4 separate regions of the Sus scrofa genome follow, and regions 1, 2 and 3 are each linked to region 4. The links are chromatin contacts, called in public HiChIP or PLAC-seq maps. All regions are on one chromosome and are shown on one strand. Each heading gives the region's core, a stretch centred on a gene start, on an enhancer-like site or on the middle of the called end of the contact. The rest is flanking DNA. Distances are from core to core; before and after follow the strand shown. Region 1 overlaps GNG12 (guanine nucleotide binding protein (G protein), gamma 12). Region 2 overlaps GNG12 (guanine nucleotide binding protein (G protein), gamma 12). Region 3 overlaps GNG12 (guanine nucleotide binding protein (G protein), gamma 12). Region 4 overlaps LOC110261213 (a long non-coding RNA gene).

Region 1 (5,800 bases), core at 603-3,102, 180 kb after region 4:
GCAGAGACCCGAGCTCAGCTCTGAGCTGCTATCTGGACCAACCAGATGGTGAGAGGCAGAGAGAATCCCAGCTAGAGAGAGCACCAAGGGAAAGGGACAGGGAGGGCTTCGCCTGTCCTGTGTTTTCTGAACACCATGAAATAGCATTTTGGTTGCGGCCAGACCCCATAGGTAGCAAATGTTTTGATTTGTTCTGCTACATTTATTTTTTTTTTAATTAAAATTTTTTCCCCTTTCTTTTTAGAGCCACACTTGTTCAACTACATTTAGAACATGGAGTGCTTCTCTCTGGGCACAATATCTCCTAGGTCCTTTAGCCCTGGCCATCAGCCTGTGACAGAGCGCTATTATACTTCACCATCGTACAGATGGGGAAAGCGAGGCAGAGGAAGCTGTGTAACTTCACCTGTGTAATAGCAGATATAGGATTTGAACCCAGGTTCTTTGGCTCCAAAGCCCATGCAACCCATCAGCTGGCTACACGCCTTCGCATGACTGGTGATGGTGTTTCTCAAAATGTATTACAACTTAATAGGTATACACGGACATAAGGGTCCATGTCACATCAATTTTGGAAAGCCCTAGTTCAAAGAAAGATGAATGAGCTTCTTTCATGCAGGAAGGACTCTCAGGGTCTTTCCACACGAAGATGCATTTGTGATCTGTAAGAGGCATGTGGTTTGCAGCACCAATTATTTGAACACAGACACGTTTTCCTAGGAACAGCTCATGCGATCAGTGTTCTGCTGACCACACTTTTAGTAAATGCTGGCAAAGAGAGTGATTAGGAACAGGGATTAAATTCTGATGCTCGCCATTCAATTAATTTTGTGACTTTGGAGATTGCTTAACCTAAGCCTCAGTCCTTTTATCTGCAAAATAGGAATAACCAGAGCCCCTATGCCTCCTGGGGCTTCTGTGAGAATTAAATGCACATGTGCAGTTTTTAAAAGGGTGTCTGGTTCTAAGCATTCAATACACAGGAGTTATTAAATTATTTTAATAAATCATTTAAGAACAAGGGGATTATGAGGAATCCACTAAAAGAAGCAGAGAATCCCTCCCATATTGTAAATTCTCAGTTGATCTTCACAAACAACAGTTCCTGGCAGAAAAACGTGAAAAATGTTTATGCACGAGAAAATCCTAAAAAACCATGGCATGCCTTAGGATGCCGAGAAGAGAAACAAGGGAAAATATTTAAATAAAAACAAAACAAAACCCGAAAAACAAACAAAGCCTCAGACAGAAAGTTTCTTTGGCAAACAGGGTTCTCTGATACCGTCACAGACGCTGACCAAGAAGGACACGGGCCAATTTCCTGAGGACCAAACCAAGCTGAGCCCTGTCCTTCAAGGGGTTGGAGGGTGGGGTTGGGGGTGGGGGAGGAGGGGGGTACAGAGCCAGGTGATAGACTCACTGCACTCAGGAAAAGGAGGGAGATATACGCGGATTTTGGTGGGGGGCGCGCGGGGGGGGGGTTGCCGCGGGGGCAGTGGTGGTGGTGACTTCTCATAACTGAACTGAAAATGGCTTGGCATTGACAGGAGGTCTTCCTGTTCCCGTTTCATGGGGTGACTCATGCATCTGCCATTTCACTTGCAGCCACTGTGGGAGAACTCTGTGCAGGAACTCTGACTCCACAAAAGGCACCCTCCTCGCTGCCTGATACAGCAACCCCCGCTTCCCCTCCAGAACCCCCCCTTCCCCTCCTTCTGGCCATGCCTGCCAATCATGTGACAGTGGACAAGAACCAAGCCGATGTCCCCACCCCCCTTCCCCCAAACTCCACCCCCCACCCCCGGCCCCTCCTCGGTCAGGCTGCAGAAGCTGCAACTCCCCGGAGGCAAAAGTGGAAGCCAGGGCACCTGGAGCCACTGCGCTCCGTGGGCCGGCGCGCCTCTGAACCCCGGACCTGCTTGCTTCCTGTTGTGCAACAATGTAAATGCGCCTGTGCTCAGGCCAGGGCCAGCTGCGCCGGGTGGCAGGGACGTGTGAGTAATGGAGCCACTGGGGCAGCCTCTGAGTGGAACCCACTGGAACAGGCCACAGGCTCAGACTGTGGTGCCAGCCCTGGGGGGCCGGGGCCCTCCACCCGGCACCTCCTCTACCAGGGAAACTGTCCAGGCAGTATGGACGGGCCAGCACAGCCTGGGGAGGTCAGGAGCCAGGAACATCAGGAGATGGTGACTGAGTGGGAGGCAGATGAAAACCTAAGGGACTGGACTGCAGGCTAAACTCAGGAGGGTTTCTCTGGGTCACTGCTAAGCGGTCTCAGTTTCCTCATGGGTAAGATGAGAGGGGCTCCTCTCCCCAGGGCCCTGTTTGTGCAGGCATCACCGGGTGTGCTTTTTAATATCCTCATTAGAAAGGAAGGGTCTCCCTCCCCATTTTGCAGACGTGTAAACAGAGGCTTGGAGGAGTGACTTAGCTTGGCCAATACAGTCTGTAGGTCTGTACAAGTAAATGAGATGTGGAGCTGGGACTGGAACAAATAATTATGAATATTCCGATGTGTCCCCTCTTAAAGTTCTACATGGGCTTCTAAGCTTCCTGAAGAGGATGTCTGCAGCTCACCATCAAGTTTTAATTTTTTGGCATGAGAATTTCTCACTTGGTAAATGATCTGCAAATTACACATTTTACTTTCGATGACCCTTCTTGGACTACTTATTCTTTTTGCATTGCCAGAAGGAAGGTGCTAAGGGAATTGTAAATGAATTTTGCAGTTAGCTAAAGCACAGTCTAATTGTAATTCTCATATTAAATTGCTTGCAAAATAAATCACTAAAATAATTCCACGGCCAAAAATAAATGAGTTCTGTTCTAAGGTGATTCCTTGGTTATTGGTCTGAGGAAAAGTTGGCGCTAAAAGTCAGGACAGGTATATGGGTGGTGGAAGGAGCTTTGGGCTGAGGTTAAGGAGATCTAGGGGTCCACTGGCACCCAGTCATTAATTAGTTGTGTCACTTACGCAAGTTACTCAATCCCATTCCCTTTCCTTTCTATATCAGTAAAACAAAGGGCTTGGATTAGTCCCATGTTTCCCTCCCATTTAAACGTGAAGACTCCTTTTAATGTACAAACACTCATTATAAACTCTCCCCTCCAAAGACACTTGGTGAGAATAGGTTGTTGTTGGGAGTTCCCGTTGTGCCTCAGTGGTTAAAGAACCCGACTAGCATCCATGAGGATGCGGGTTCAATCCCTGGCTTTGCTCAGTGGGTTGTGGATCTGGCGTTGCTGTGAGCTGTGGTGTAGGCTGCAGACGTGGCTCAGATCCCACGTTGCTGTGGTTCTGGTGTAGGCTGGAGGGTGCAGCTCCAATTCGATCCCTAGCCTGGGAACCTCCATATGCTGCTGGTGGTGCCCTAAAAGACAAAAAGACAAAAAAAAAAAAGGTTGTTCTCAATTTTACTAATTGCCACATCTCCATAAACTTGAATAAGGGTAGTGCACTAAGGGTCAAGGCATTATTTACTCAGTGTGTGGTCAATGTGCGGCCTCTCTGCACTCTCTTGCCCTTGGCAATAAACCTTCTACTCTCTTTAATATTACTGTCTCTGCACAAATTTTGAACTTTTGCATTAAATGGCCTCAAAGGTTCCTTTCAGTGTCAAGCTCTGATTTTTATCATATGTTAATTATTTCTTTCTATTTTTGGTTTGGAACAATAAAGCAAAATTTCAGTTACCGCTTTTGTTTTGCACGAAACCGCATTCACCATGTATTCGTCAGACACAAACTCAATGCTGGTGCTGGGCCTACAGAGGTGAAACAAAATAGACACAGTCTCTGTGTGTCTCTGTCAGAGTTTGGCTCTCTGTCAGGTTTTCCTCAAGATCCTGCGCCCCCCCCTTCTGTTTATGTCCAGCTTCCACCTCCCCCTGGACATCTGGCTTCTAAGAGCCACTTGCCTACTCAACATCTGCGCTTAGATATTGAACACGCATTTCAAGCTTAACATGTGTAAAGCAAACAAATTCCACCCCCTCTGCCTGCCAAAATCCATCCTTTCTTCATGTTTGCCATCTCTGAAATGGCAACATCATTCATTCAAATGCTCAGGCCCCAAATACCTGGAGCATCCTTGGCTCCCTTCTTCCTCCATTACTCAGCAGGAAATCCTGGAGAGAGCTCCGCTGGACCTACCTACAGAAACACATTCTGAGCCCAGTGGCTTCTTATCACCTCCATGCTCCCAGCATGGTCCAGGCCATCCGCATCATCTCTCTCCCAGACTCCTGAGACGGCTTGTTAGTTGTCCTTCCCTATTACTTTTTTGCTACCCTCCTGTTTATTTTACAATCAGCAGCTAGAGTGAAGCTTCCTAAGTTTAATCTGATCACATTGTTCTTTTGCTCAAAACCCTTCAGTGGCTTTCCACCATTCCTGGAATAATTCCAGGATCTTAGCTTGGTTTATGAGACCCTAGATCTGGCCCCTGGCTACAATTCTAGTTTTCTCTCCCGATTCTTAAGGTCTACTTGCTTTTCCATAAACATGTCTGGACTGCTCCTGCCTCAGGACCTTAGCACTTGCTATTCCCCCTACCTAGAATGCTCTTCCTTTAGATACTGTGCACAGGTTATTCTTTGCTTCTTCAGGGTTCTGCTCACATCACTTTCTCAAGAAGGCACTCTTTGACCACCATGCCTGAAAGAGCCACTCCCCTACCATACCTGTAACTTTCTTTCCCCTTATTCTGTTTCTTTTTTTTTTTTTTTTTTTTTTGTCTTTTTAGGGCTGTACCCATGGCATATGGAGGTTCCCAGGCTAGGGGTCTAATTGGAGCTGTAGCCACTGGCCTACACCACAGCAACGCCAGATCCAAGCCGCATCTGCGACCTACACCATAGCTCACAGCAATGCTGGATCCTTAACCCACTGATCGAGGCCAGGGATCAAACTTGCGTCCTCATGGATACTAGTCAGATTCTTTCCACTGAGCCAGGACGGGAACTCTCCCCTTATTCTGTTTTATTTTCTTCTGAAATTGGATCACTTTCTGACATTGCATACTACATATGTTTGGTCTGCCTTTGCCCCTAGAATCTGAGTTCCATAAGGACAAAGTCTGTCTTTTTATTTTATCTTATCTTTTTGGTCACCCTGTGGCATACGGAGTCCCCAGGCCAGGGATCAGATCTGAGCCACAGCTGCGACCTATGCCTCAGCTGGGGCAGCGCCAGATCCTTTATGCTGGGCCAGGGATCAAACCTCTTTGTGGCGTTGCAGAGATGCTGCCAATTCTATTGTGTCACAGCAGGAACTCGTTTTTTACATTAAATTTTAATTTTTTTCTTTTAAGGTCTTTTCCAATGCTGTCGGCCCAGCTCCTGTAACAGGGCCTGCTACATACAAATTGAATGAATGACTGGCTGATACAACACTATACGTGTCATTATGTGTGTCTTACGTGCCACCTTCTGCTTTCATATTATCACTAATCCCAGCACTAACCCGACAAAGTATATAATATCCTAACCCTTCCTCAGATGAGGAACTGTGCTCAGAACGTGTATGGTAAACTGCAGCCTCTCAGGCACTGACTGGTGGGGCAGGGGTTGGTCCAGGGTTTAGGTGGCACGTGTGAGATGAGAAAGTCGAGGAAATGGCAGAGTGTCTGGATGGCTCAGTGACTCTGCTGGGTGGGCCTGCGGTTAGTGGGATCCTGATGTTCTATGAGAATGAGATCACAGAAATTATTTTAGCAGCTACTGACGAGGTAGGGATACCCCCTGGAGTGGACTTGGTGGTGACCGTGGCATTGGGAACTCCGACCCTCTGGCTGCCTGTG
Region 2 (5,743 bases), core at 1,021-3,520, 160 kb after region 4:
CCAAATTATGGTCTCGGAGCCAAAACTCTGAAAGAACAAGAGCCAAGGTCTAGGGACTTGCAAGACTTGGCTTGGGGAGATAAAAAGAGGGACAAAAGCAGCATGGGAACAGGCATGCGTTAAAAATGGACATGCCATGTCCTGGTCAGCAGTCTGGGTAGGAGACCCTCAGAACAATTGGATCATGGTCCTTGGGCCAGGGGCTCGGGGCCGCCAAGCCCTTGACAGACAGAGCGCGGGAAGCCTCCTGTTTTGAAGACAAAGTGACTATCTCCCGGCCCAGAGGAATTTATCAGGTGACTGCTTCGGTATCGAGGAAACAGCATGACTCACAACATTCCAAGGTATTCCAACATTGCTGCCTCGCTGTCTCTTGGGATTTGGGGGGAAAAGCCTTCCAAGTCAGGTGACCCTACCAATGCCTTCTGGGTTCTTCCAGATCTCAACTAAGGCTGGCAATGGGCACCCTGGGTGCAGAAGGTGGTCACAGAATTCCACACCCACTCAAAGAGCGGCCGTCTCCTAAACGGGAGACCTGGTTGCTGCACCATCTGCCTTGCCTGGGTGATGTTGTTAGGGCCGTGGCTGCACTGATAATGCTAGAACACTTCAGACATTCCAGAGGGATGACCAGGGTATTAACAAAGTCCACCTGGAACCCCCGTCTAGACGGAGAACATGGCAAGCAGAGGGCTTGACCATGTGCATTCAGGGAAGGCAGGTCCTCAAGAAATCCTGTCACGGGTTTTAGGTTTTCTGTCCAAACAGAGGCGAACTCAGACCGGCTCAGCCGAGCTTCTGCCGTGGGGCTTGTGCTATTAGAAATCAAAGTTTAAGACTCTTGCTCAAGGAGAATCCTGGCACTTGGCTGAACTAAAGGGCACCCACCACCTTCTCTGAAATGGGGCCTCGCCGTGGGTGAGCAGAGGGAGCTGGTCTGAAAACGTGTCGGATCCACTGGAGGCTCCTACCTTTATTCTTTCAATGGAAGCTTCCATCCTTAGCTGCTGCACCGTCCTCCTTGCCTGCGCGATGTTGTTGGTGCTGGCTGTTTTGCTTGACATCTTCGCTGAGGGTTTTCACCTGAAATACGAAGAAAAACAAATTTTTTTCAGGGTGAAGAACAGTCATCTTTAAGCTGTTTCAACATTCATCATGCTTTGTGTTACTTGAGGGGAAAAGGATGCATTGCCAGTCGCCACAGCCTCTGGGAGGCAGTTCCTACAAAGCCCCTCAGCAACTGGAGGGCTGGCCTGGGTCTCGAAGCCTGCAATCCTTTTGAGCACTTTCTGCAGAAACCCCGTACTTGTGGTTCCATCCACGCACCCCCACATACAGCATAAAGTTGCCTTTCCTAGGATTTTCTTAGGGGAAATAAACACACACAAACGGCCGTGGTACTTAGGAGGCCTCCGGCACACAGGAGCACGTGCAACTGGAGGCTGCGTCCCGTGTGCAGGTTAACAGGACCGCCCTGTATGTTAAGAGGAGCTGTGACTGCACTTCGTCTTGGCTCGCTTACCCAACTATTACACCGATGCAAGTCCTGGCACCAGAGAACAGCCAAAGAGTGCTTCTGGAGACCTTTGCACAAAGGGTGCATTCTGAGGTGCTATCAAGACCTGCAATCGTTTGCAGAATGTTAGTTGGGCAGATAAGGGTGTCTTTATGCCAGAAAAAGTGGGACCCTTTCAGCTGAAAGACTCTCAATGACAGAGCCACAGCAAATGTCAAATGGGATAGCGCCTCGAGCCTGAAATATTTAGTGAAACTTTATCAGTCCCCGCCTTTGGCCTCTCTCTGGCCTCATCCTGGCGGCCAGGGTGCTTGCTAATCCCACCCATGTTCCTGGGCTGACTCTTCTCTCGGGCCTGAGCCCTTGGATTCTAGGCTGCCTTTTGCCTCCCTCTCCCCAGCCACCTGGTGAACAGCAAAGGAAACATCGTGGACCTTGAGCTTCGACCTGTCTAGTTGTCCAATGGCACAGTCCAAGGGGAAGGCGGGCCGAGGAAGAGCACTGCCTGGTGCCCCTGCCATATATGGCTAAGTGATGGCACTAGAAGAAATCACAGAGCTGGCAGGCCTGGCAGCAGCGTGGCAGTTTTATGACTCAGAGCAGGTGGACAGTAGGTGTGCCACCCTGGTGCTATGCCGGGGCGCAGCAAAGTCAGGGCGCCGTGGCGCCGGCAGCAACCCCAGGCTGACTCAACCTGCTGGACGGGCTGAGGCTGCACAGAGCATAGCTGCAGACAAGGCTGCAGAAAACGGTAACCCAAGGGCTCCAACAGAGTCCATCAGAGGTCTACAGCACTTGGAATGCTCCTGAGGGCTGAGTTCAAGGACTTGGACCCTCTGAGGTCAGAGGCATGTGGGTCAAATGCACCAATAACACGGTGCTTTGAACTGCATGCAGAACTTTGAAATCCAGCCTCATCAGCCAGCTTCACGTTCCTGGTTTGTACCCTGCCTCTTCCACTTGCTAGCTGGTTGACACCGGCACTTACTCAACCTCCGTGAGCCCATGTTTTCTCATTTATGCTGTGTTTTTTTTATAGTAGAGGGATACTACTGTCTTTGAGGATTCAATTCACTGATCCTCATGTACTGTTTAGCATAGGAGCAGGCACTCTGCACCCAGCAGCTGCTAGGATATTTGTCCTGGGGAGTCACACCTGGCACAATGAACGGGAATTCCCTGTGTATCTGTCGTTGTCCTCCTGGTCATCGGTCAAGAGTTTTGATGGACTGGTCTGGGTGGGCTATAGGCATGGAACCTAGGCCTCCTGCTACTGTCTAGTGTCAGGGCAGGATGGAATGCTGGTGACAGCCCACTGGGGATTGCCCTAAAATAAGGGAGCCCAAGCCGTGCAGGAAACTGGGAGGAGGCATTGTGTGGCAGGGCACAGTGGCCTTGCCTTGTCCTAGGCTTTGGGAGACCTGATTATAACACACTTCCTAATGCGCTGCCTCTTCCTCAGATTCCTCAGTCATCCTGCCCCACCCAAAGGAGAGGCCTAGGGTCTCCTCCCAATGACTTGGCTCACACCCCGTGGCCGGGCCCAGCCTGTTCTGTGCTCCCAGGCAAGCGCTTATTAACAGAGCCTTTGAAATGGGTCTAAGGCAGCAGGCACTCGCTGTGAACAGTGTGAAGTGCCCCAACCCACAGCACGGGTCCTTGCTTCGTTCCCTGCGGCGCGTCAAACTGGGTTCCCTGGCCAGCTGGCGCCGGTCCTGAGGACTGGCCCCCAGTCTGCAGAATGCAAATGTGACACCCTTTCTGAGCAGCCTGTGGTTTCCAGGCTGCACCCTCAGGACTTTCTGAAGGTTCCCTCTGCAGGAAAATAACGCCGAGCATTCTCTTCGTCTTCTCAAGCTCCAGGGCATAAAGCGTCCCAGGCCCGAGCAAGTTTTCCTGTAATTGCAGAACATTTCACACACGTATCAGGACTGGGTCAGCCTCAGCTCCCACCCATGTGGCCGTCAGCAAAGAGTCCACAATGGGCTTTATTTATAAAGTGCTTGGGTCCATCCCCCTAAAATCGGTGAGGAACTTTGCATCTGCTACACGGAGGACTTACTTCCTGACTGTCTTATAGTCACGATTATAAACAGCCAGCGGTTCACAGCTCGTGCTTGCCAGCTCAGCACTTGTTCAGCTTCCCCCACTCCTGACATCTGTGTCCTGACCTGCCTCCTCCACAGCCTGCTCCCCCTCCCTCAGAGTGCTTCCTGCTCCCTTCCACTGGGGAACCCTCGAGAAAACCCCAGGTCCACCGAAAAAAGAACATCATTTTTTAAGGAGACAGGCTTCCTAGGACACCTCAAATCAAAATTACATTGTTTCAACTTAAAGGAGCCTCCTCAAGGAACTCAATCTGCTGGGCTGAGTTGCCTTGCGTGTCCACAAGCAGGGTCACGGCTGTTTGACGCCTGAGCGGTGGGCCATGTTTACAGGCCCTGGAGGTCTTGCTGGGGACTTCCTTCCCAGTTGCAGCTGCCTTGCATCGCTCAACAGCTGGGCTGGGACAGAACCAGACCCAGAGGCTGGGATGCAAACATCTCTGAACATCTCTGCATCCTCAGAGGGTTTTCTTCGGTCTTCCCTCAGTGGCAGGGATGTCTGGCTGTTTGTTTGTGCTACTAGTTGGATAAAAAGCAGGCTTTATTCTTACTCCAAGAATAGCTTCCAAGACAAACACCACCTGATATGTGTATGGACTCTTAGAACACACATGTGCTTTCATCTGCATCCATCTGTGAAGCTTCACTCTTGACCTGAAAGGCATTTTACTTTTTCATCCTTGCTTTAGAGAGGAGGCAACTAAAATTAGAAAAAAACTTGCTCCAAGTGAATCCAGCTCACAGCCTTGAACCAGTCCACAAACCTCTCCACCCTGGAAGTCACACCTCCTACTCTATCAAGGAAAGGATGCGATTCCAATTAATATGATCCATAAACATTCAGGGCATCACCAAACTGTCCACAACATGGCTCTCAATCAAGGGTGACCTCGACACTCCATGACCTGGAGGTGTGGCCTTGCTCATGGCTTCGTGTTTCTGCAACACCCCTTCTCGTGCAGAGCCGCTGTTTGTCTGTCTAGTGCCCTGAGGACAGGCCTCCCCTCTCATATCCACAAGCTAAGCCAGAATGTTCTTACTGTGGCTACCAGGCTTGAACTGAGGCTGGCATCTGGACATTTGAGTGCCAGGGCTCTGTCCCACCCAGAAAGGCCCAGGCCTGGGCCTGCCTGTGCAGACCCCCAGGTTTGATAAAGCCCTGCCTATTGCTTCTGCAGCCCCTGTTTTCATTTGGTACTTGTGGCTGAGAGATTTGCATAAGCATGTATAGTATTTAGCTATTCAGATACTTTGCATTGATTTTAATGCTGTTATTCATCCGAATCCTCAGCTTCCTAGAAATTCCTAGGAACAAGATGTCGCATTAGGGCAATGTGGGGCATTTTCATCTTTGTCTAGAGGGGCCTGGAGCAGGGAGGGAGGGTGGGGATGGAAAGTGTGTCACAGAGCACACTCTGGGAGGAAGGCACCAGGAAGCCCCAGGATCTGAATCACAAGTCCTCATGGCCTGACCAGTAATTGAACCGCTGGAGTGAAGCCAACATGCTGAGCAAACACACCCCTTGTGAAGGTAATAAAAGAGCAGCCTGTGAAAAGTCAGCCAGCTTCCACTTACCCTTGGATCTGGATCCTTCCATCAACTAGCCACGTCTTAACCCCAGCTCTCTGCCTGCCCCTCATCTGCTCAACGGTGGCAGCAACCTATCCCACAGGCTTGCTGGGAGGACCAACCGAAGCACCCAGGCTAATGCATCCGTGACACACAGAGGTTTCCCCAGTGCTGGGCCCAGGCTTCTTAACAGGACGGAAAGCACACATTCAATGGGAAACAAGGGAGAAATTCAGACAGCAAAGAAGAGATCCCTGGTAATCCGATCAGGTAGCTGCATCTACTAATAGGGCCCTGGAAGGAGGGCAGGGCATGGAGAGTCAGGTCCCTAAGAACGGTTTTGTTTTGTTTGTTTTCTTTTTAGGGCCTCGCCTGCAGCATATGGAAGTTCCCAGGCTAGGGGCTACATGGGAGCTGCTGCTGCCACCCTACACCACAGCCACAGCAATGCAGGATCCAAGCTGCAGCTACAACCTACGCCACAGCTCACGGCAGCGCTGGATCCTTAACCCACTGAGTGGCCAGGGATCGAACCTGCATCCTCATGGATAC
Region 3 (5,909 bases), core at 445-2,944, 200 kb after region 4:
CATCGTCTTAGACACAGGGAGAGGTGAAAGGAGATAAAAGGAGGGTGACAAGGATGTTGAAAGCTTTAACTTCAGTTTGAAAGCAAAAGGCAGCTAGACATCCCTCAAACCAATAACATATTTTAAAAGATTTTGGAGGCTGGGGTTGTGGGGCGGGGGGGGGGAGGGGAAGAGAGGATAATTCACTCAAAAGAAGTGGAAGAAAAACTGGTGAGTTTTAATTTATATTTTTCCTGGGGTCATTTCTGGAACCCAACTTCATACACACAAAACGGCAAAAATGTAGCTTTAAAAACACAAAGACTCTTCTCGGTGTTGGGTGATACAAGACGTGGTCTTTGAGAAAAGAGTTTTAACGTTTCCCTGATTAGGCACCACTCATAACCAGAAAGTATCTCAAGAACGATGGTGTTATTATAGCATCTTAATGAATGAAGATTCATTCCACATGAAATGGGGCTATTTTTAAAAGGCTGTCATATAATGGGAGGGGAGTGAGTGGGGAGCATTTATAAAGAAGCCAGTACCAGCGCTATCTGTTTCCTGACAAAAAAAACTGAACTGCATCAAACAATTGACTTCCCCAGTGCATTTGAGTGTCACAGTTTTCAGCTAATCTCTTGCGGACCAAGATTTGGAATTCTGGCGTGTGTGGGTAGCACCATGTGTGAACTGTCTCTCCTCCTCTCCCCGGAACAGACACCCACAAACCGATGGGGGTGCTCTGAAGGTTAAATTGGATAGATCCATTGTCCAGGAATGTACGCTATGCGAACAATGTCAGCTCCCCGTGCCAAGGCAGAGATATTGTGGGACTTGAGGCTGCTGGCCACGGGGAGAAGGATGGTGGGGCGTTGCTCTATTCACTGGGGCCAAGTGGGAACCTGCGGTGAGTGGCTGCAATGTTTCAGTCTCCTAATCTGCAAAGAAGACAAATAATTACAGAACTGGCTATATTAAAACCAGAGACTCTTAGTCTGCATGCAGGGGGAGGGGGGTGGAGAGAGGGAGGGCAGGGATCAGAGAGTGTTTTCCATTTTAGGGAGGACAAAAAAGAAAAAAAGTCGTCCTGCAAAGGGGATCACGATTTGCTTTGTAAAGGGCTCTTCCGTTTGCAAAAGAGTTCTGCTGAAGAAGGGAAATCCTGGGTAGTTAAGAGTTTGGTTTAAGATCAATAAAGAGATCCCGGGCTTTTTAGATGCTGGTGACAGAGAAAGCAGTGCGAGGAGGCAGGCGGCCAATCAGAGATCAATCTCACAGGAAAGTCAGAGAGGGCCAGCAAAGATACCAGGGGCGTCTGGGAAGACAGAGTTGGCTTTACAAAAATCTCCTTTATACATTTTTTTTTTTTTTTTTCTTCAGAGAAACACAAGGGATGTGAGATCGTCAATGGAGGCATCGAGAAGGGGGCAGGAAGCTGGGGGGGAGGGGGCAGCCAGGAGAGAGGGTGGAGGAAGGGCCGCAGGCTCTCCCCGGGGGTGGCAGTGTCTTATTTGCACCCTCTGAGGGCTCCTGAAAGAATTAACATGCGCTGCCATTCTTGTTTTTCCAGTGGTGACTTCATCCAGTCCCTGCAGAAACTCAGAATTAAATGTCATGGTTTTGTTTTTGGGGAGAGCAACCACCCCCTACGCCCCAAGGAGGGAGTTCTGCATACCGCGGAGGGCACGCGAGGACTGAAGCGTTTGCGGAGCCGCTGATCATTAACGCGCTGAGTTCGGAGGCAGGAACTGCCCCTTTCTTTGCTGACTCTCCCATTTCCTTCTATTGGATCCTGCCCTGCCCTGGTTTACTTTCTGTTTCTCCCACTCATTTCCACGCATTCTTCCCTCACACAGCGTCCAGGAGAGCCTCTTCCTTTCTGTAGACGAACGGGGCACTTCCCTCTCAAATCCTCCTTTTTTCAAAATGAATTCATCTCGACTTATTTTTCCAAGCCCCCTCCCTCTTCTCACTGCCGGGCGGTGGGGGAGTTCCTCTCCTTGCCCAATAATGCAGAATTAAGTTGAAGAAAGCTCTGTGAGAAACTGTAGGTAAAAAGTTGTTCCAGGAGTTCCCATCGTGGCTCAGTGGTTAGCGAATCCGACTAGGAACCATGAGGTTGAGGGTTCGATCCCTGCCCTTGCTCAGTGGGTTGAGGATCCGGCGTTGCTGTGAGCTGTGGTGTAGGTTGCAGACGTGGCTCGGATCCTGCGTTGCTGTGCCTCTGACGTAGGCTGGCGGCTACAGCTCCAATTGGACCCCTAGCCTGGGAACCTCCATATGCCGCTGGAGCGGCCCTAGAAATGGCAAAAAGACAAAAAGACAAAGAAAAAAAAAAGTTGTTCCAGAGGCAGAGCCATCTGGCAATTCCATGTGAGGGCAGACACATCTGAGTCTGCAGCTCAGTTTTGTCACCTACTAGCAGTGGCTAGGTTACCTGCCCTTCTTAAGCCTCAGTTTTCTCATCTGCCAAATGGAGATAATTATGTAAAAACCTTGCAAAGGGCTGAGAGAGATTTGAATGAGACAAGCCTATGAAGCATTTCCAATTGGTGACCACAGTAAATGCTCCATGAAAGTTTGCATTATTATTGTTATTTAAACCCTCTGGATAGGCGTGCCCCCCCTCCTTCCCCTACAGCCTCAGGAGTAACCAGGAAGCTAAAGAACAGCATCATATGGAAGCCTCGGGTGCAAGTATTTGCTGACTCAGCCCCGGGGAAGTACCCTCTGTACTTCTCAGAGGCAATGTACAGAATGGAGCAAAGAGCCTGTGTTTAAGGCATTTCCAATCAGGACACAGTGGTTGATCTGGAGGCCTTACCTGGCAGCCCAGCCCCAGCCACATTCCCCTCTCCACAGGCTGTCAGCATTCCCAGGGGCCTGTAGCACAGCCCCAGACTCAGGAATTTTACAGCCAATTTGCTCCCTCCCCCCATGTCCCTTCTCCCTTTTGGTGACCTCAAGGCTTGAGCTCAATGAAAAGCAGCAGCTCTGCCTTACAAATAAGGCAAGGAGCCTGCGTGCCATCCCGAGTCACTGGTTAAGGTCTGTCTCGTGTCTAGACACTCCCAGAAAATGACACAGAACATAAAGTCAGGCTCCACATCTCAGAAAGCCATATTCACCAGGGTGTGCTTTGGAGCTGGAATTTGGGGCACAGGGGATACACCATTATCCAGATTGCCAAGAGCCTACCTTTAAGGTGTGGGGGGCTGGGGGGTGGGTGGGGAGAAGAAAGGAAGGAAGGAAGGAAAGAAAGGAAAGAAAGAAAAAGTAGGGGGAGAAAAAGAGAAGCCCGAACCCTTCCTAATAAGGTAATGGCACATGCCAGTTGTGGTTTCCAATTGCTCAGCATCTGGGAGTCATATGACATTCACTGCAGCCGTGGCTTCACGCTTGTGCGTGCGAGGCTCTCCGGGAAGAATTGGAGAGTCTTTGGTGTGCCTCTGGGGATGACAAGTGAAGAGCGACAAGCTCCCCTCCTTGAGGCTGCTGCCCTCAGGACCCGAGCTTTGTAGCTCAGGCACTGGGAATGCTCTCAGGTTGCTCTGCAGGCATGCTTTCTCCTCTCCGGCTGGGTACAAGCTTCTTGAGGGCAGAAACGCTCCTTTATTTCTTTTGTTTCACCCTGCCATGCTTATCAGGGTGTAATCCACCCAGGAGTTACTCAATAAATGCCTGATGATGGACTCAGGCTGAGAATTCTACAGATCAGTAGGTGATCGCTTCATATCATTAACCCCCAACTTATAAATCGGCAGGGTTTCAAAAGGTGGTTTCAAAGAAGGCGCTTAAGGGGCATATTTTCCCATAGAAACGGTGGTATCACTGGGGGTTGGGTTTCTAGGTCCACTCGCTTCTCAGAATATGCTACACATATTTACAATCCTTCTCACTGAGCCATGCCATTTGCCTTGGACACATGTTAGACTGGCAAGTACATGCGCAGAATAAATTTCAGTTCTTTCAGTTTAATGACTCAGCTACAGCATCACTGACTTGTGCGGACTGCACCCCTCCCCCTTATCGGATGTATTTCCTATTTTACAACACTTTGCGTAGCATCAGGCAATAATCTATACACTAGATACTTAAAAAATAACATTAAGAGGGAAGGAATTATTTTTGATCATTAAAAAAAAAAGATGCATGCCCTTCTGCTTTTGCTTTTTATTAAAATATTTTTTCAACAGTGTTTAACTATCATCTAGGTTACCTGGAATTTCCCAACCACACATACATACACCCTCCTATACATGCATTCATAGTCTATTTCCGAAAAAGACCTGGAGTAAAAATCATGGCCTCGAAGACTGGCCATTTATATTTTTGTGTAGATAGCCGTGTGGTCTGGGGAAGCACTATCCACTGTCCAGGATGCGGCCTTCCAACAGGTCAGGGAGGCAGTGTCTGGGACCATGTGTACAAAAGTACAAGCACCGGAGTTCCCATCGTGGTGCAGCAGAAACAAATCTGACTAGGAACCATGAGGTTGCGGGTTCGATTCCCGGTCTCGCTCAGGGGGTCGAGGATCCGCTGTTGCCATGAGCTGCGGTGTAGGTCGCAGACGTGGCTCAGATCTGGCATTGCTATGGCTCTGGCATAGGCTGGAAGCTGTAGCTCCGGTGAGACCCCTAGCCTGGGAACCTCCATATGCCATGGGTGCAGCCCCAAAAAGACAAAAGACCAAAAAAAAAAAAAAAAAAAAAAAGGAGCTGTACCAAATACCTGCTATTGCACTGCTCCCTATAATATTCCCTAAACACAGGTAACCATACAAGCCATACCTTGGCCCTTGTTTCCATTCAAGAGCATCCCCCAAAGATACACCTAATTGATTTTCCAGCATGAAGAGCAAGACTGGTATAAAGGTCCTCCTGTGAATACTGGAGAAGAGCCAAACCATAACAGCAAGCAAACAGGAACCTCTCTCGAATAGCGCATGCTAATAAACTCACGTACTAAATGCACCTCTCCCCATCCTTTAGAGTTCACGGCTGCCTTTCTAACCCAAATCAGCATTTAACACGGCGCAACAGAGATGTCAGGTTAATGACCGTGCAGCGTGACAAGTACCAGTGCATTTGTATCGCAGCTGTCTTTCAGCAAGAGTTATTACCAAGACACAAGGAACCGCGGTCTCTTCTCCACCCCCTGTGCTCCTGGCTCATCCTTGATTGATTAGGCTGACCCTTTCATGGGAAGCTCTGAATAACTGATGTTCTCCTTAGCAGCCCCTTTTCTTACATAAGCTCGTCACGAAGGTCTAACGCATGTTTCTTTCCTCCCCATCCACGGGGAGAAATATAACTTCATCAATGTAGGGTTAATTGATTCATCGTTCCTTAGTGTTTCAGGACGTTGCTCTGCTTCCAGCTCTGATTCGGGATGGGAGCAGCTGTCTAGCAAGTAAAGGACCCTCAGCTGAATGGACCCTGAAGTCCAATAGATAGCTTTGAAAGTATGCCTGTTTACTTTCAAAACCTTCACACACAAACAGAGCATTGTTGTCTCTGAAAAATGCCAAGTATGCAGGGTTTTATGATTACAGTTATTTGAACTCTTATTCTAATTTGAGGATGGCAGATGTTGGCATATATGCTGCCCCTTCTTCCTACTACACCCATGGCAGACATCACTAATGGATCACTGTGCTCTTTCTTGTTGGGCCCAGACATGAGTTCATTAATAGCCCTTTTCAACACCTGGCTCCAATCAACTGTAGATGACACATATGTTGACAACAATTAGCTAGTCCTGTTCTAATTGATTTAGTATTTTTTTTTTACCTTTATGGACCTGACAGCTGACTAAGGTGCCATTATTTTAGCAACAGGCTCTCTCTTCGCAGCTCATCCTTCTGCTAACATGAGCTACAAATGATAGTAGTTATCAGTGCCGGATACTGTCAGACATCAAGGGCC
Region 4 (5,439 bases), core at 1,801-4,300:
CGGCAAGGTGTCAAGAAGGAATTTCTCAAAGGCAGGCCCTCCTTAGGCAAGAACGCAGACCTAGCCTGACCTCTGGAGGAAAGGTCCCCTTCCAACAGTATCGCGGGGTCATGCACTCGCAGCTTGCCAAGGCTGCGAAACACACGCGCTGCAAACACAATGGGCTCCCGCCACCCCAGTCCTTCCTGTAGATTCCGGTCTGCAGAAAACACACTTTGGGAGCTGCTGGTCAAGGGAACACAGTACGTGCTGCCCAGCCTGGGTGCAGTCACGATGGCACAGCCACGATGGCGCAGCAGGCAGACTTGTTCAGAGGGTGAGCAGTAAGGAATGGGTTGGACTCATGGCCACCCCAGATGCTGGAGCTCCACTCATTTTATTTCCCTGCCTTCACTCGTGTAATAAGAGCTGCTGCCGTCAAGTCCCTGCAGCACTGTGAAGACATGACTTTTTAAAAGTCTCACATCAGCCCTCTAATTAGGTTCCCTTTCCCCGAGTCTGCAGAGAGGACCCTGAGGCTCAGATAGGCTGCATCCCTGGCCATTGTCACACTGGAAGGATTCTAACCCAGAACCGCTCTCCAAGTCCACTGCTGAGGTTTCTTGTAGATCAGAAGCAGTAGTAAAGGGAGCCATGGCGCCTCCAGACCCAGCCTCTCTTATCAGCAGTGCTTATTCCTCTGGCTTTGTGCCCATCCACCCACAGAGGCTCAGAGGACCCTGGGCTGCCTGTGACTTCCTGCTTTGGCTGGGTGGGTACGGCAGCTTGACTTCCTGGGAACCTTCAGTGGCCCTGGCTTTCCGTGGACTGAGTCATTGCAGCTTATCCCAGGGTTCTCTAGCTGGAACAGTTAGAGGAAAACTGTCTGGAAAATCCCCCAGTCTTACCAGCAAAGAATTTGTTGAAGATGATGCAGCCGCATTCCTCAGCTTTCTTAGACCTCACCTTGCCTGGGAGGATGAGAAGGGCTGGGAAGACAGGAGGGTGAAAACAAGCCCTGGAATTAGGAAGGGCTTTCGGCGCCAGCCCAGGAGCCGGAGGCTCCTGAAAACCCCAGCTGGCTATGAGGGCCCAACTTCAGTGCACTTGTGTCCCGCACCATGTGTCCCGTGGATAACTGTCAGCCCTGGCCCCACACTGTCCATTCACTTTGTCTGCTGGTTCCCAGGGCCCCATCTATGCGAGGAATGGAGTTTGACACTGGTAAGGCACCCAGAGGTTAGGAGAGTGTTAGTTGAAAATACTGCTTATTGGCTGTGTGACCTGGGACAGGTTATTTGGCCTCTCTGAGCCTTGTTTTCCTGTTTGTCATTTATCAACTGTCATGAGTTTATGAGGATTACGAGATAATTAATATATATGCTCAACCTAGTGCCTGTTGCATCCTAAGACTCAAGGAATTGTTGCTATTTTATGATTATTAAGTACAAAACAATCATGTTAGACCTTAACAAATTCAGTTCCAGAGCACCCGGTATGCATCAGGAGCCATGTTTGGCTCTGGGGAGGTGTAAAGAGAGAGATTGTCCCTGCTGTCAAGGGGTTCCTGGGACAGGCTGTCAGTAAGTCATTACAATACTATGAGGGAACCACAGGAGCAGAGACACAAAGGGGTGTTAAGAGGGTAGAGGCACGTGGGAAGGGTCAGTACAGGTTTCTGGAGAAGAAGATGCCTGAGCCGGGTACCAGGGAGAAGTAGGAGTCTGCCAGGTGAGGAGATGGAGGGTGAACAGACCAGGGCAGAGGGCTGGAGGCATTCCAGAAGAGGGGACAGCTTGAGCAAAGGCTTGTGCAATACTCAAGGTGTTGTGTGAACGGCCTTGAGGCGGGTGGAAACATCTGGGCAGAAGAACTCAGGGCTTGATGGAGAAGAGCCGAGTCGGAGATTTGTGTCCTTCCCTCTCCAGCTGTTAACAATGGGGAGGTCCTGCCCTTCAAAGACTTCACTTCCTCATAGGTAGAGGTTACACAGGCTCCTTAACAGGGCTGGCTCTAGGCGTAAATGCTTCTGGGCTCGTACAGCAACAGGAGTGTCTGCAACTCTGTCTCTTGCACTCCCCCCCACCCCCCCGGGTCCTGGGTGACTTGAGTATCCCATGACTTTTGAGTACTCAAAGGGTATCATGCTAGCTCGCCTAGCAGAGTGCTTGGCGTGTGCCAGACCCAGGGGTAAACACCCCTATTCTTATTCAGGCTTCACACTGGAGGAGCTAAGCTCAATCCCCATCCTTTCCTGGGGTGTCCAGGGCTCGCTGAGGGGGCTCCCAGCACTTGGAAAATCCTGGGCAAATCTGGATGAGTGGGTCACCCAGCAAATGGGAACAAAGGAATTTACCAAAATGCAGTCCTCTTGCAGGCGGATGGCCTGGCTGGAATTTGAACCTAGGTGTGTATGCCCTTAACCACTGCATTATTACTTAAACTGAAAAATGATGTCCCTTCAAAGCAGCCTAATCGCTGGACTCTGATTCATTCCCAAACAGACGGATTAATCTCCTCTGTCTCTAAACTTACTAATTCTCCTTCTGCACAATGGCACTGGCATTCAGTCTTAGGATATGACACCCATATTTCGAATACTTCAAATATTGTCCTGCGGATAGACTGTAAACAGAGACATGAGCCGTGGGGGAGGTGAGGAGAGGGGAGGGGATGGGATGAGGCCACGGCCACCAGCACCTGTTCCCCCTGGGACTGCAGCCGAGTATCATCTCAGGCCCTCTGCTCCCATCACCTCACTTCCCTCCAGAGCCAGAGGCACCAGCTCCAAATACTTGGCAGGCCCACCCTGCGAGCCCTGCAGTTGGGCAGCAGCTGTGAAATGAGAGTCCAGGAGGGGCACCGAGCTGAGCAGGGAGCAGAAGCCCTCAGGGTCTTTGCTTTCTTTTCCAAGGCACATTTGAAACCAGCAGCACGCTGGTGCGAGGCTAGCGGCCCACAATGCAGGATGAACTGGATGCCTGCTGGGCGACAGGCAGGACAAGGGCAAAGTATTATTTACTCCCTGGGAACAGGTGCTGCCCGGGACTCGCAGTCCTCTCTTACTTGACTTCTCTGCCCACGTGTCCCAGCCCTTCTCAGAGGCAGCTCCTTCCAGTGCCCCACACAGCCCCAGCCCTCCGCACTGTCTCGTTCTCACCTCCTGGCAGCGCACAACTTCCAGGATGCCGGTGGTGGCCCAGCTCCCGCCTGAGACATGTGCTTGCAGGAATCAGCTCGTTTTACATAAGCTGTTGGTGCAGATGTCAGGTGATAACAACGTTTGGGCCCCAGTTAACCTTGGGGCTGCCCCGTCTGTGCCCACGCAGATGCATCAGAAGGCAGCAAGGGGAAAATTGCGGAAGAGCAGGGGAGAAAATAACACTGCACGCAAGCGTCTTTGTGGACCGGCAAATTCATCTCTGGAAAATGCCCTAGACCGTGAACCAAGATCAACTTTTTTTATGAGACGGGAAACAAACAATCATGCAGGCAAACTCCAACTACCACCAGCTGGTTTTTCCTCCCCTGATTATGTGTTATTTCCTTAAAGCTCTGGTTGGTAAACATGCACGACTCTTCTGTTGATTCACAAAACAATACAGAAGGCAGTTAAGATTTCTTTGCACAGTTTGATTAAGGACAAATATAGAAGGGAAGTGAGTGAACAGAAGGCCTGGAGGGCTTGTTTGGCCATGAACTAGACCACGTGCTGTGTTCACCCCATGCCCCTCTTCCCAAACCCCATGACCCTCAAAACACATCAGTGCCGACTGTGAACCAGCTCCTCGGCCCAGGGGTGCAGAGAAAGCAAAATGCTCCCGACCTGGCAGTGGAGGGAAGACAAATATGCAGATAATCACAACACATGGCCCAGGGTCGCAGCTCCACAAGTGAGGAAAACCACACGCTGTGAATTAAGAAGAGGATACAATTGCACGCGGTTGAGGATCTCTGAGAAGATGGCCATGTGGTGTCCTGGTTCAGACCCTCATCTTCTCTCCTGGACCAGAGAAACTGTGTCTTCAGTAGCATTCTGCTTCCAGGCTTGCCCTTACTCCAGTGCACCTTGCATCTTGCTGCCAGGGATGTCTTTCTAACTTAAAAATTGGACACAATCCTCCATTCATTTTAAAACCTTTATCGACCCCCAGCGCCCCAGGATAAAGACTAACCATCATCTAGCCTCCACCTCCTTCCCCAGCCTCATATTTCAAACTCATCTTTTCAAACCATTTTCACTCTATCAGTGATAAACCTTATGTCATTTGCCTTTCCTTAGATTGCCTCCCTGAACTGAGCTCCTGCTCATCCTTCAAAATCCACTTTCATATGACCTCCTCATAGTATTAATCATGCTTTTTTTTCTGTGCTCTCTGACTTGTACTTGCGATGTGGATTATATGCTTTATTTTCCTACTAAAACACTGGAGCCTCTCAGGGTAAGAGTCCTGTATAGTTCAAGGCTGTATCCCTGGCATCTAGCATAATGCCTGGCACTTAGTCATGCTCAACACATGCTGCCATGTTTCCTTTCCACCAAGGGAAAGTTGACACCCCACTTGGGACTGGCCATACATCCTCAGTGCTCCCCTTCTCCCTTTCTGGGACCTTTCCTCTGCGTCCTTACCATATCTTTCCAAGGCCTTGTGTTCCCTGCAACCTCAGCACCCTCCTCTCCCTGCCAGCGGAGGAAAAAAGGTCTGGTCTTGGGGGAAAGAAAATTAAGCTTTTCTAATGATTTAACTTGTTCTGTCTCCAGCTCACAACCTGTCCCTTGTTATACATATTGAAGGACTCTTCAATCTGATGGGCTAAAGAAGAGGGCCATAAAAGGGGAGGTATTAATCTTAATTGGTCTTCTGTGTCTCTCATGTCCTAGCTCCTTTGGTCCCACAACAATCCAAGGGACAGGGTATTTTTACCTCCATTTTATAGATTAAGACAGTAAAGCTCAGAAACAGCAAATGACTGCCCACATCACTTACAGGATAAGTGATGGAGCCAGGACTTCCGATCGTCTGATTCTAAGGAGCTGGCCCCTTGCACTTTATTATATGTAGGGAGTGTCTGTGGAGCTGGGGAGTCTGGTGTTTCTTAGTCACTTTCCAAAAATGGAAAGCTACTCTCCTGATTATTTCTCTACCCTAGAGATCCCATGTTGAAACCCTACTTCTTCTAAGATGCCCCTGTCTGATTCAGCCAGCCCGGGTTGATCTTCTCTTTTTCTCACCTCCCATTGCTCACTGTGCTCCTGGGTTAGGGATGGATTCTGTATTGCACTCGTCTTGAGCTGTTTCTTTATCCTTTTCTTTTTTCTTTTCTTTTTTTTGGCCATGCCTACAGCATGTGGAAGTTCCCAGCCAGAGATCAAACCTGCACCACAGCAGTAACCAGAGCCATAGCAGTGACACCACCAGATCCTTAACCTGCTGAGCCCCTAGGGAAATGCTCAAGCTG

Evidence for each region. HiChIP or PLAC-seq counts read pairs in DNA pulled down with a chosen protein or histone mark.
Region 1: a contact with region 4 is called in an H3K27ac HiChIP or PLAC-seq map of skeletal muscle. The contact joins two enhancer-like sites. A contact is called at or near these places in 1 of 47 Hi-C or Micro-C datasets (embryonic fibroblasts) and 2 of 2 datasets of contacts at active chromatin or transcription factors (alveolar macrophages and skeletal muscle).
Region 2: a contact with region 4 is called in an H3K27ac HiChIP or PLAC-seq map of skeletal muscle. The contact joins two enhancer-like sites. A contact is called at or near these places in 1 of 47 Hi-C or Micro-C datasets (embryonic fibroblasts) and 1 of 2 datasets of contacts at active chromatin or transcription factors (skeletal muscle).
Region 3: an H3K27ac HiChIP or PLAC-seq map of skeletal muscle shows a contact between it and region 4. The contact joins two enhancer-like sites. A contact is called at or near these places in 8 of 47 Hi-C or Micro-C datasets (blood, embryonic fibroblasts, epiblast stem cells and 5 more) and 2 of 2 datasets of contacts at active chromatin or transcription factors (alveolar macrophages and skeletal muscle).

Annotation. Positions count from the first base shown.
Region 1 is chr6:144,881,228-144,887,027 of Sscrofa11.1, reverse strand. All of the region lies in intron 2 of GNG12 (guanine nucleotide binding protein (G protein), gamma 12), which reads right to left. Among named protein-coding and RNA genes, the nearest start is that of GADD45A, 60 kb to the left of the region's middle. Within about 2 kb of position 1,852, at least 52 of the 83 cell types and tissues checked have an H3K27ac peak or open chromatin away from gene starts, as enhancers often do. A contact at or near this core is called in skeletal muscle, where this site is marked.
Region 2 is chr6:144,907,943-144,913,685 of Sscrofa11.1, reverse strand. GNG12 (guanine nucleotide binding protein (G protein), gamma 12) reads right to left here. Exons shown (of 5, transcript NM_001145387.1): 3 at 972-1,083. The coding sequence starts at 1,064. Among named protein-coding and RNA genes, the nearest start is that of GADD45A, 33 kb to the left of the region's middle. Within about 2 kb of position 2,270, at least 21 of the 83 cell types and tissues checked have an H3K27ac peak or open chromatin away from gene starts, as enhancers often do. A contact at or near this core is called in skeletal muscle, where this site is marked.
Region 3 is chr6:144,864,251-144,870,159 of Sscrofa11.1, reverse strand. All of the region lies in intron 2 of GNG12 (guanine nucleotide binding protein (G protein), gamma 12), which reads right to left. Among named protein-coding and RNA genes, the nearest start is that of GADD45A, 77 kb to the left of the region's middle. Within about 2 kb of position 1,694, at least 50 of the 83 cell types and tissues checked have an H3K27ac peak or open chromatin away from gene starts, as enhancers often do. A contact at or near this core is called in fetal liver, liver, omental adipose tissue and 1 more, where this site is marked.
Region 4 is chr6:145,066,617-145,072,055 of Sscrofa11.1, reverse strand. It overlaps LOC110261213 (a long non-coding RNA gene), which reads left to right. Exons shown (of 2, transcript XR_002345157.1): 2 at 3,309-3,547. Among named protein-coding and RNA genes, the nearest start is that of SERBP1, 120 kb to the left of the region's middle. Within about 2 kb of position 3,050, at least 21 of the 83 cell types and tissues checked have an H3K27ac peak or open chromatin away from gene starts, as enhancers often do. A contact at or near this core is called in fetal liver, liver, omental adipose tissue and 1 more, where this site is marked.